Linked DNA regions of Mus musculus: region 2 is linked to region 1. Evidence: chromatin contacts called from public promoter capture Hi-C data. All regions are on one chromosome and are shown on one strand. The core of a region is the stretch at or near the end of the contact, and the rest is flanking DNA. Distances in the headings are between cores, read along the strand shown. Region 1 holds the start of Herc3 (hect domain and RLD 3). Region 2 holds the start of Nap1l5 (nucleosome assembly protein 1-like 5).

Evidence for each region. Capture Hi-C pulls out chosen DNA fragments and counts their contacts.
Region 2: a contact with region 1 is called in a promoter capture Hi-C map of pancreatic islet. The contact joins the promoter of Nap1l5 here to the promoter of Herc3 in region 1. A contact is called at or near these places in 1 of 39 promoter capture datasets (macrophages), 1 of 15 datasets of contacts at CTCF or cohesin (CD8 T cells), 11 of 484 Hi-C or Micro-C datasets (centroblasts, centrocytes, cerebral cortex and 7 more), 3 of 115 datasets of contacts at active chromatin or transcription factors (CD8 T cells, embryonic stem cells and pancreatic cancer cells) and 3 of 9 other capture datasets (adipose tissue, liver and pancreatic islet).

What each region holds. Positions count from the first base shown.
Region 1 is chr6:58,829,087-58,834,186 of GRCm38.p6, forward strand. Herc3 (hect domain and RLD 3) reads left to right here and starts at 2,379. Exons shown (of 26, transcript NM_001361966.1): 1 at 2,379-2,846; 2 at 3,316-3,450.
Region 2 is chr6:58,905,205-58,910,750 of GRCm38.p6, forward strand. It overlaps Nap1l5 (nucleosome assembly protein 1-like 5), which reads right to left and starts at 1,922. Exons shown (of 1, transcript NM_021432.2): 1 at 29-1,922. The coding sequence starts at 1,763. The coding sequence ends at 1,293. The region is part of intron 23 of Herc3 (hect domain and RLD 3); the gene reads left to right.

The DNA.
Region 1 (5,100 bases), core at 1,129-3,628:
CTGCACATCCAGTTTTCTGCTCTTATAGGAAAATAATGGTTTAATTACAGAGAAGAAAGACTTGATATCCACTTATTGACATTCCTGAACGAGTTTATATTAAATTAGTGAGTCTCGGGTTGGATTGTGGTAGAATGTTTAATTTAAGAAATTGAATTTCTGACTTGAGTTTCAGTTAAAAAAAAAATCATCCAATAAATTTTGATCTGAGCTCAGAACAATTTCTCATCATTTAAAAAATGACCTTAAACATACTTCAGTCATTATATATCATTCATATATATATGTGTGTGTGTATATATATATATGTATATATATATATAATATATATATATATATATATATATATATATATGCACAAAATGGCTGAAGTACAAAGTCAAATGGCTTTCTCAGCATTGATGCTTATAGAATCAAAGTGTCTAATTCTGAAAAACATTGATGTTGTTATCTGTCCTGGAGTGACAGGTATTTGAACAAGATTTAATTCCTCATGTAAAATAAATGAGCAATCAATCTAACTAGTATGTTAATTTTCTGTCCTCTTTAATAAATGGTGAAACTGTATGATAACAAAGAATCATTTTAAAGTTAAAATTGCTTATGATTTCAATGCCTATTTTATATGTTTATATGTAAAAATTTGGGAGGCAAAGAGAGACTACAAGTGGAGAAAGTTTACGAAACCTTGTCTTAGTTACCCCAAAACAGAGATTCTACTTCCTCATCTTCTTGGTTTCAGAGGTGTTTCAGTTATCACTGAAGATCCCCATGATGCCAACATCTCTGCCATATCCTCAGGATGTACATCAGGGCACTGCCATATCCTCAGGATACATCAGGGCACTGCCATATCCTCAGTATACATCAGGGCACTTCCTTATTCCTCAGGATACATTGGGGCACTGCCACATCCTCAGGATATTCATCAGGGCACTGCCATATCCTCAGAATATTCATCAGGGCACTGCCTTATTCCTCAGGATACACCAGGACAGTGCCATATCCTTATGATACATTGAGGCACTGCCATAAGCCTCAAGATACATCAGGGCACTGTCTTATTCCTTGGGATACATCAGGGCACTGCCTTACCCTGAGGACATATCAGGGCACTGTTGTATTTCTCAGGATATACCAGTCTCCTGCCCTATCCTCAGAATCTATCAGTCCTTGAGATTTCTTTTCTATTGGTTAATATGTTAGGTTTTCAAAGCCTGAAGACCTGATGAGATCTGAATTATTCTGGATATGTCAGATTATGAAATTTCTTCTACTTAGAGTCATTTTCCTTTTAAAATTTAATTAAAATAAAAATATAGCACTACCACTCCTTAAGCATCTCTCATGTGCTCCCCTTCAAATGAATGGTCTCTTTTGTTATTGTTACATATGGATAAGTCAGGATGTACTGAGGAGTCCCTTTAAGAGGTGCTTGTTTGTACATATTCTCAGGATTGTATATGCTGATATGGGCTCATGCCTTCACCTTAAACTAGTTTTTGGAGAATTTTGTACATTCTTTTGGGTTAAAGCCCCCATGTTCAGCGTTTCAAATTCAAGGCAGGCAGATACATCAGTTTACTGTTACCATATAGTTTTCTTGAAGATTATTTGAAGATGAGAGGAGCCGTAGCTGAGAGCATTTTTGGCCTTGGGAGAAGAAGAAAGCTTGAATATCCTCTTACAGGCCTGGGAAAGTGGAGCTGAAACTTCTATCCACTCTTCCCCACCCCCAGACCCCCGTCCCCCACGGGAGTTTTAGACCAAAGGTGGGGCTTTATGGTTTTAGAATTGGTGATTCTCACACTTTCTGTTTTCTTCAGTGTGCTCTCCTCTCTAGTCAAGCCTGACTCTGCACCACTGCGGGCCCGCAGTTCTTGGCCCCTGAGTGACAGGGATTTGGAACTACCCTCTGCTCTGGCAGCCACCTTACAGCTCACCATGCCAGTCCCAGTTCCCCCTCTCACCTCTGCATGAATAATAAGAACCTGAATTCAGAACCAAAAGGAACCAACCAAGCAACCAAGCAAGCAAGCAACAAACCCAATCGACCAAAACCCCCACACCATTGGGCATCGCTCCTTTGCATCCTCGCTGGCGAAAAGCAATTTTATTCCAGCAAAGGTTACTCCTGCATTCTCCCATTTTGGGTCCAGGGTCTTGCCATCTGTCTACCACACCTGGTTGTGGGTCCCTCAACCTCCAGTCACCTCCCAGCCGCCGATCCCACCGCCTCCCTGTCACCTCCCTCGCCCTAGGTCCCGCCCCCTCCAGGTTTCTTTCCCCGCCGGGAGTCCCGCTACCTCCCCGCCCCCTCCCGGTCACCTCCCCGGCCCCTCCCGCCCCGACGTCGCCCCGCCTTCTCCGCACCCGCCGCGCCCCGCCCCGCTGCCGCCGCCACCATTGGCCAGGCGGGAAGTCGGTCTCCCAGCTCATTCTGCGCCCGCGGGAGTGCGGGGGAAACTTCATTATTACTGTGACGCTGAAGGCCGGGGAGGCCCGAGCTGCCTGAGGGCTGCGACCGCGGGGTCGGCGCTGCGGACCCGGGTGCAGGTGCGGGCGGGGCGGGGATCTCAGGGCACCGAGCCCGCCGCACCCGCGGAGGAGGGGGCTGGGCTGTCCGCAGCTCCCTGTCGCCGAGGCGCCTCCCGGCTCTGCTTAGCCGCTTAGCCGCGGGCGGCGGGTGACCTCCCTGCGTGAAGAGCATCGCGGCGCCGCGGCAGGGGAATTCGCGTTGCGGCTGGCCGCGGGCTCCTCCCACCCAGCTGGCGGGCGGGGCTCGGGGACCTGGTGTCTGGTGCAGACGCCGCTGCGGCCGAGCCGACGGCTGGACCCTGGAGCAGGTGTGTGGACTGAAGGGCTGGACCTGGGGAGACTCGCTCGTGCTGCTGCCGGGAGCGTGTGCAGCTCGGGGCCCCAGGGGAGGAATGCTTGAACTTTGCTGTTCCTGGCTGTTTTCTTTTAGAGTTCACACCTGCCCCACTAGGAAGTGCCTTAAATTTTACCTAAGGCGTCGAAGGTTTTACTGGGATTTGTCTCATCCGGGGTGCTTTGGGGGAGGACGATTCAAGTGATATCTTCCATTTTTTATGTGCCTTCTGTCTCTTTCCACAAATAGGAAGCTATTTCTAGAACCTTTCATTTGATAATTTGATAAAGTGAACTGATTTTTAGCTTTAGATTGGAAAGACAGGAAAGAGAAGTAAAAAGGATTAGCATTTTAAAATGCAGCCAGAGCGATGTGGTACTTTCAGAGGCAAATGACAGTGTCTCTTCTTCTTTTTTTTATTCCTTTCCACGGATATAAATCAGAAAAACAAAATCGGTGGCTTACTCCAGTTTTGACCCCATCTGAGAAGTTAAACTGCAGGAATCAAATTAGATGCAAAACTCCTTTGTCGTGAAAAATAGAAGCATGGTTCACTGTTAGCCAGTTGGACTTGTTCAGTAAGTAGTGGGGTTTCATTGTGTTAAAAAAAGAACCAGGAGTCCAAAAATGTTCTAAACTGTGTTGTAGAAGTCATTGGGTATTGCATTTCATGTTGCGGGACAAACTTGAATCTCTTAAGATCTGTATAACCACTTAAAACCGTCTGTGTAAGTAATGAAAGGAGCGCCCCAGCTGGAGACAAACAACCTTGCACCAGTTTCAGAAATAAAAGTGATAGTTTCCTAATTGAAAGGGATTCTCTTACGAAGGTAGAAATGATGTCTGAAACTCATTCAGGACCACAGACTATATAATGGCTCATACTAACATAGCTGCTCCGTGGGTGATCTTATCACATCTTAATGCTCCCCTTTGCTTTATTTGGGTGACTGGAGGTGCCTGTCTGTGACTTCTTGTGTTGCACTTAGAGGATATGGTAACAGGGAGAAACGAAAGTAGCAGTTGCGGTCAGGTAGCTAGCTAGCTAGCTGTGAAAGATACCTAGAGAAGTGAACAGCAAAATTGAATTATTTTTTTTTTCAATAATTTCTGTTCAATCTATCTATATAAGAGATTTGAAGGTAGTGAAAATTTACTACCCCTATTAAGTGGCAAGAATTTTATAAGGTTCTCTCTATGACTTTAGTCACAGTAAAGGTGACTAACTTGATCAAGGTTGGACTGAGGTTATCTTAACCAAACCCTTATCCTGATATACACTGAAGAACGTTCCATCTTGAATGGCTAAACACATTCTTCCTTTCAGAAGTTTACTCAGGCCTTTCTTCCCCTTTTTCTTTTTGGGGTGGAGTCATGCTATATGGTATAGACTGGCCTCTAAGTTAGGATAGCCCAAGCGTATGTTGAACTCTCAGTAATCCTCCTGCTCCAGCCTTATTAGCCCTGGGATTACAGGTGTGCACAATCATTCTAGGCTTATGTATTTTTAAGCACTTAGCAGAGTCCTGTTCGGAAGTCATTTCTTTTAACATGTAGATCCCGAAGCAGAGGTGGGACAGTCCAAATGCCTTAGTGTATGGTGAGGGGTGAGTTAACGTAAGGCCTCTGAGTCTTAGTTCCCCCCACCCTTACCCTCCACCCCCGGGTCTTGTAAATGGTGATAATATCTAATGCTCAGATCTGATAAGAGGATTAAACAAAGTTAAAAGCCCAGAGGGATATAGCTGCATGGTGAGGGACAGCAACATATCTTCATGCTTTCCCTTTGCTTTGAGGCAGTGCAGAGAAAAAGGTGAGTCCAAAAAGCAGGGGACCTAATTTCTGGGCTCTGCTTCAACAGCTTCTCCTTCCTCCTATTCTTTCCCCTTCCTCCTTCATTCTAAGAACTGGATATATTATATTTATGTAGCCGAGGCCGGCCTTGAACTCCGTGTGTAACTGGTGACCACCTTGAACTGATGCTCCTGACTTCACCCTCTTAAGTGCCGTCTTTCTCTGTAGCCACTTAACCATAGTTACTTGGTCCTGAAGCACTCAGCTGCCATTTCTGATGGATTTGCAAACCTGTTTCAGTAAGATGGCCCCTTTGACAATACTGTGCTCTTAAACATGTAAAACATTCAGAAATGACACATGCTGGTTCTAAGGGTGTGAGTCTCTGTGTAGGTGAGCTGGTTTTATCATTAGTCAAGGTTGTAGAGGACAGT
Region 2 (5,546 bases), core at 672-3,171, 76 kb after region 1:
CCACTTTTATAGATGACAGTACAGGTAGTCAGAATAACAAGGATTTTTTTATTTTTGAAAATACTGTTTTGTTAACACCACAGTGGTAAACAACTTTAAGTTTGTGTTTCTTTACAGAACATTGGTTCACAGACAACTCAAAACCCACAAAGAAGCTAGAGGCCTTTACATTAAATGTCTTTTCCCTTCCTTTATGCCCGTCTGTCCTCAAGCAATAAAATTTAATTTTGCACCATTTATTAAGTCACATTTACATAGCAAAATAATGAAGGCACAGCTAATACAAGCAAACTTAAACCCTTTCTATTTCTGAGCTGGGGTTGGGGGTACACACTTGGGTTTGTTCTTCAAGTATATACTTTTTCCAAACATTAGCTTCATTGAGGAGTTCTGATGGTTTTCACAGCTACTTGCTAAAAGCTACAAGACAAAAAGACTTCACAAAGGTCAAACTAGGCAACACTGGATACACATGCTTTACAGAATTGCTACATTCTACATCTCTTCAAGTAAATTATATTTCTAAAATGCTATAAGGTAATTTAACACTTTAAAACATTTGGGGTAATTTTTTACGATTTTGTAAACAAACACTACCAAGAAAACAGGTAACACGGGACCATAACAGATGAACACGTGTTGACAATATTATACATGGAATACACCCTCATTTTTGAAACCATGTTCTTTCTGTAAATGCAAATATTTAAAACATTTTTTCACAACTTGAAATGGCAGTTTTCCTAGCCACATAATCAGTAAATGCTGTCAGTCCAGGCTTGCTCCATGCCAAGGCTCCTCTGGAGTGTAAAGCTGATGTCTGGGTTTGCAAAAGCAAAAGTCTTAAAGATGACGTCGTTCCTGGGTTCCTTTTCCTCTGCGCTGGAAAATGTAAAGAAACTGAAGAATTAAGCATTGAGAAGAGTTCTGTCTTAGCTTGGATGTTCTGGTGTAGTGTGATGAATGGATTTCAACGTGTGACGCACTTTTAATTCCCATCTAACTGACAACCTTTCAACAGTCTCAAGTCCAGTTCTCACAGAAGAGCAGGGAGAAAAAAAAAAGTTTAATTAGGCTTTTTTTTTTTTCTAAAAAACGTCTTTTAGCATCTGTTTTACACAAATAAAAGTCAGATTAGAAACGGGCTAGCCAGAATCTACTTGATTCAATTTAATTTTAGGAATGTCAGAATAGATTCACATTTTATTTTGGGCAAATCCTGAGCCTTTTAAAGTCTGCCGACATTGGAAATAAAAGGGGCAGGGGATTTATCACCTGTCAGCTTGCTGTGCTCACTTCTTGGCGAAGTTGGGACCCCCAGTTGCGCCAGCTGCAGCCTCTTCTTCCTCCTCCTCCTCCTCGTCGTCCTCTTCCTCGTCATCTTCATCATCCTCTCCCTCCAGGGTCCACGCGCAGCCCTCCATCTCTCCGGTGAGCTCCTGGATCTTGGCGAGCAGGGGCTTGTAGATATCGTTGTACTTCTTCTCCAGAGCCTGGAATTCCTTGTCAAACTTGGCCTCGATCTTATCGCAGCGCTTCTGCAGCTTTTTGAGCGCCAGAACCCGGCATTTCACGGAATTGGGCAAGCTCTCCATAAAGTCTTTTTTGGGCTTGGGCGCGTTCTCCGCGGGGGCCTGGGGCTCCTCGGCCGCGGGAGCAGCGGCACTGTCACCGGTCGCGGCATCTTCGCCACCCTGGGCGCCTTCCATTACCTCGTCCTCGGCGCGGCTCTCAGCGGGTCCCTGCTTCTCGGGGTCGGCCATGGCTACTGCTCGGCTCAGCTGGGCTTGTTTGCCGCAGTGGTCTGGTGGTTGCGCAGTCTGCAATAGAGCTGGTCCAGAGAGGTCCTGCAGCTGTGATTGCGGCTGGTCCAGAGTGCGTCTGAAGATGCGGCAAACGCTGACGGCTGTGGTGACGTCCGCGCGGCCGCTTCGCGGCTCGCGGCAAGTGAATGGCTGCTCACTATCAGCTGATGGTTGTGCGCACACACTGCACCAAATTGTTGCTATGCTGCTATCTCCGAGGTCTCTAAAACCTGCCACTTAGACACCCAGCCCTCAGCATCCGCCCCCACCCCTGCAGAACTGGCTGGAACCAGCTCGAGGCTGAGACTGTATTTTTCCATACCTGTTTATACACCCCCCCCCCCCAATCTGTTTACTGTGTGCTCCCCCTCCCATCTTAGTTCTCCAAATCCGCAATGCACCTGACAATCTTTGTTGAAAGTGCGCCATAGCTAATGTTGGTAAGCCTTGGTTATGGGTACATTTCCAAGCCTGACTGCGTCTTAAATTCACTTTCAGAGAACAGAAATGCAGGAGAACCATTTTCCTTCACCTTTGCAGACCCACAGTGCGTGCCTGTATCTGCGCAGACCATCTTTGGCTCTTAGAGCACAGTTAGACATCTCTGTTAAACCTATATCCTCGTGGCAAATTGTTCCGGGAGGGACCTTGGCATTGATTCTGTAAGTGTTTGTGTGGCAAATTTCTGCGCTGTGAGCATTCTAGTAGGTTTCACACAATTGCCTCTGAAAAGAAATAAAGTGAGGGTGAACAGAAGAAATGCAAAGCCCTAGAAGTGTCCAACCGTGTGACATTGTGAAAAGATGCTGTCATGTATAGATGTGTAGGGCCCAATTCAGTTTTTGGGTGGAGGCACACTGCTTCCAGTTAGCAGATTAAACATGCCCATAAAGGCTGGGGAAAAGAGGTCATTTTAATACATCTTGAAATGCGTGTTTGATCCTACACTTCCTTAGGGACCCACAGATGCTTCTACAGTCATTTGTCACCAAACACTTCACAGTTAACCATCTGTTGTTTGAATCTGCTTGTAATTTGTATGTGAGAGCTTTGGAAAAGACCATAAACATCAAAGTCTTGTTTTCTAATAATGAAGTGATCTTTTATTTTTTTCCCCATATAAGCCAGAATTAGAGAGTTATTTGTTTTGTTTATCTATCTATTTATTTATTTATTTAGCTGGTCCAGTCTAGCTTTAAACTATGTGAACTCCAGGTCCTTCCTGCCTCCTTAGAGCTTCTAGAATAAAGAGCAGGGCACAACTTTTAAGTGGTTCCTAGAGGATACATTCATTACCTATTTAGATCTGTCTTTCTCTGTGGTGGGTCTTGCCAGAGTTTTATGCATATGAATTTCATAAGAAATTTCTCTCTTTTACTTCTTACGTGTATTAACTTAATTGTATGTAAACCATTTAGTGCTGACATGGAGTAAGCACTGAATATTTTTAAAGTAAAATTACTGTATTAAAAACAAATACTTTTGTCCCTCTGATGAAAGAAAGTGAAATATACAAAATACCTTTTTAACGTACTTCTGAGTCCTTTAGTTTGTTTTACTCCCCCCTCCTGCCTTGTTCTTTTTTTCATTACATTTTTGTCTTTATTTATCGATGGAGTGGTTGCACATTCAGCAGTATGAGTATCTGTTGGTTCTATCATTCCGACTACGTGCTTCTGGGAATCTCACTTAGGTCTTCAGGCTTAGGAGCAAATGGTTTATTTGCTGAGCTACTTTGCTGAACCTTTTAGGACTTTTACTTTTTTACTCACAAGATCCTAAAACTTAGACTAGGCTGTTAGTAAAGCCTAGCATTTGGGAAGTATTTCTATAAACAAATGGGTCAGTGTAAGCTCTGTGGTAATCAAGATATTGAATAGTAACTTTACTCCCCTAAAATACCCATGGGGCCTTTCCCCTACAATGCATATGATACATTGATCTATACACTGTCTTAATAATTCTATTCTCTTGTTTTGTCTCTCGAGACAGAGTTCTCTCATGCCTTTACTTTCATGAATTTGGAATTGTGAACCAAACAAGCCCTTTGACCCTTAAGTTGCTTTCATCAGGAAATTTTATCACAGCAATAGGAAAGGAAAGTAATTACAGGCAAAGGTTGGTTCTATATCGGGGCTTTTTTTTTTTTTTTTTTTTTTTTTTTTTTGGTTAGGAACACAATAAATATGGCAGCACAGGCATTTCTTGGACAATTTCATTTCCGCTGGATTTATTTCTCTGTAAGTCTGTTATTGGTAGATAGAAAAGCTGCTGACTTTTGTACATTGATTTGCTATATTGTTGCTCTGATGAAAGTATTTATCAGATATCAGCCTTATTGTGAAGTCTATGATATATTAAGGATAGGATCTTATTATCTGAAAATAGGGATGCTTTGTGTCTGTCCCTTTCTATTTATAGTCCTTTCATTCCTCTCCTTGCCTTGTGCTCTGGCTGTAATTTCAGACTATACTGAATAAAAACTGGGAGCACGGACACCCCTTTTCCATGCCCGATTATTGGATAAATGCTTTCAATTTCCCCCCTTCCTCACACACTGGGTTCTCTTCTGTTGTTTTTCATTTTCACATCATTGATCGAGTAAAGCCTCAATCTTTACCATTTCTCTCTTTCTGTGCTACTTTTGGACTCGTCTTGTTCTTGTTTCTCTGCAGTGTTAGGTCATTTATTTGAGATCTCTTAAGCTTAATGCAGGCACTCGTGGCTCTAAAGTTCCTACTTAGAGCTAGTATTGCTGTATCTCTAAGGTTGTGGTAAGTTATATTTTAACTTTCATTTGAACTTAAGAATTTATTAATTTTCTTGCTGATTTATTTTATAGCCCCATTCTTCAGTCTCCATGAACTGGCTTAATTTCTGTAGTTTTTCTTACTGTTCATTCCTGAGTTTCTTCTATTTTCTGATGAGATACAAGAAAAATTTCAAGTTTCTTCTGTACTTATTGACTTGCTTTAGGACCTAAAATGTATTCAATTTTAGAAAAAGTTCTGTGAGTTGCTAAGAAGAATGCATATTCCACAGCTGTTGGATGCACTATCTGTGGATGCCAATGTTAAATCCATTTGTTCAGTGGTCCAGTTTAACTCTGGTGTTTCTCTGCTGATGTTTTTGGTTCTCTTTCTCTCCCTCAACCTCTTTCTCTCAAATCTTTCTCCCTCTCCCTCCCTTTTCTCCCTCTCTCCCTTGTTCTCTCTCTCTCCTTCCCTCTTTTCCTCCCCCTCCTTTTCTCTCTCCTTCCCTCTCTCTGTTCCTTTCCTTCACCTCCTTTTTCTCCCTTCTGCCTTTCCTTTCCTCACTTTTCCTCTGCTCTTTTCACTAGAATCAATATATCTTTCTAATTTTTATTTTGTCTCCCTTTTTTGAATTATTTATTTATTTATTTACTTATTCACTTTACATTCCACTCACTGCCCTCCCTCCTGGCCACCCCCTCCCACAATCCTTCCCTCTCCCTGTCCCCTTCTCCTCTAAGCAGGTGGCGCCTCCCTGGTTATCCCCCAAACCTGGCACTTCATGTCTCTGCAGGGCTATGTGCTTCCTCTCCCACCGAAGCCAGACAAGGCAGCCCAGCTAGAATAACATATCCCATGTACAGAGAACAGCTTTTGGAATAGCCCCCATTCCAGTTGTTCAGGATCCACATGAAGACCAGGCTGCACATCTGCTACATATGTGCATAATAGAGGCCTAGGTCCACTCCATGTATATTCTTCAGTTGGT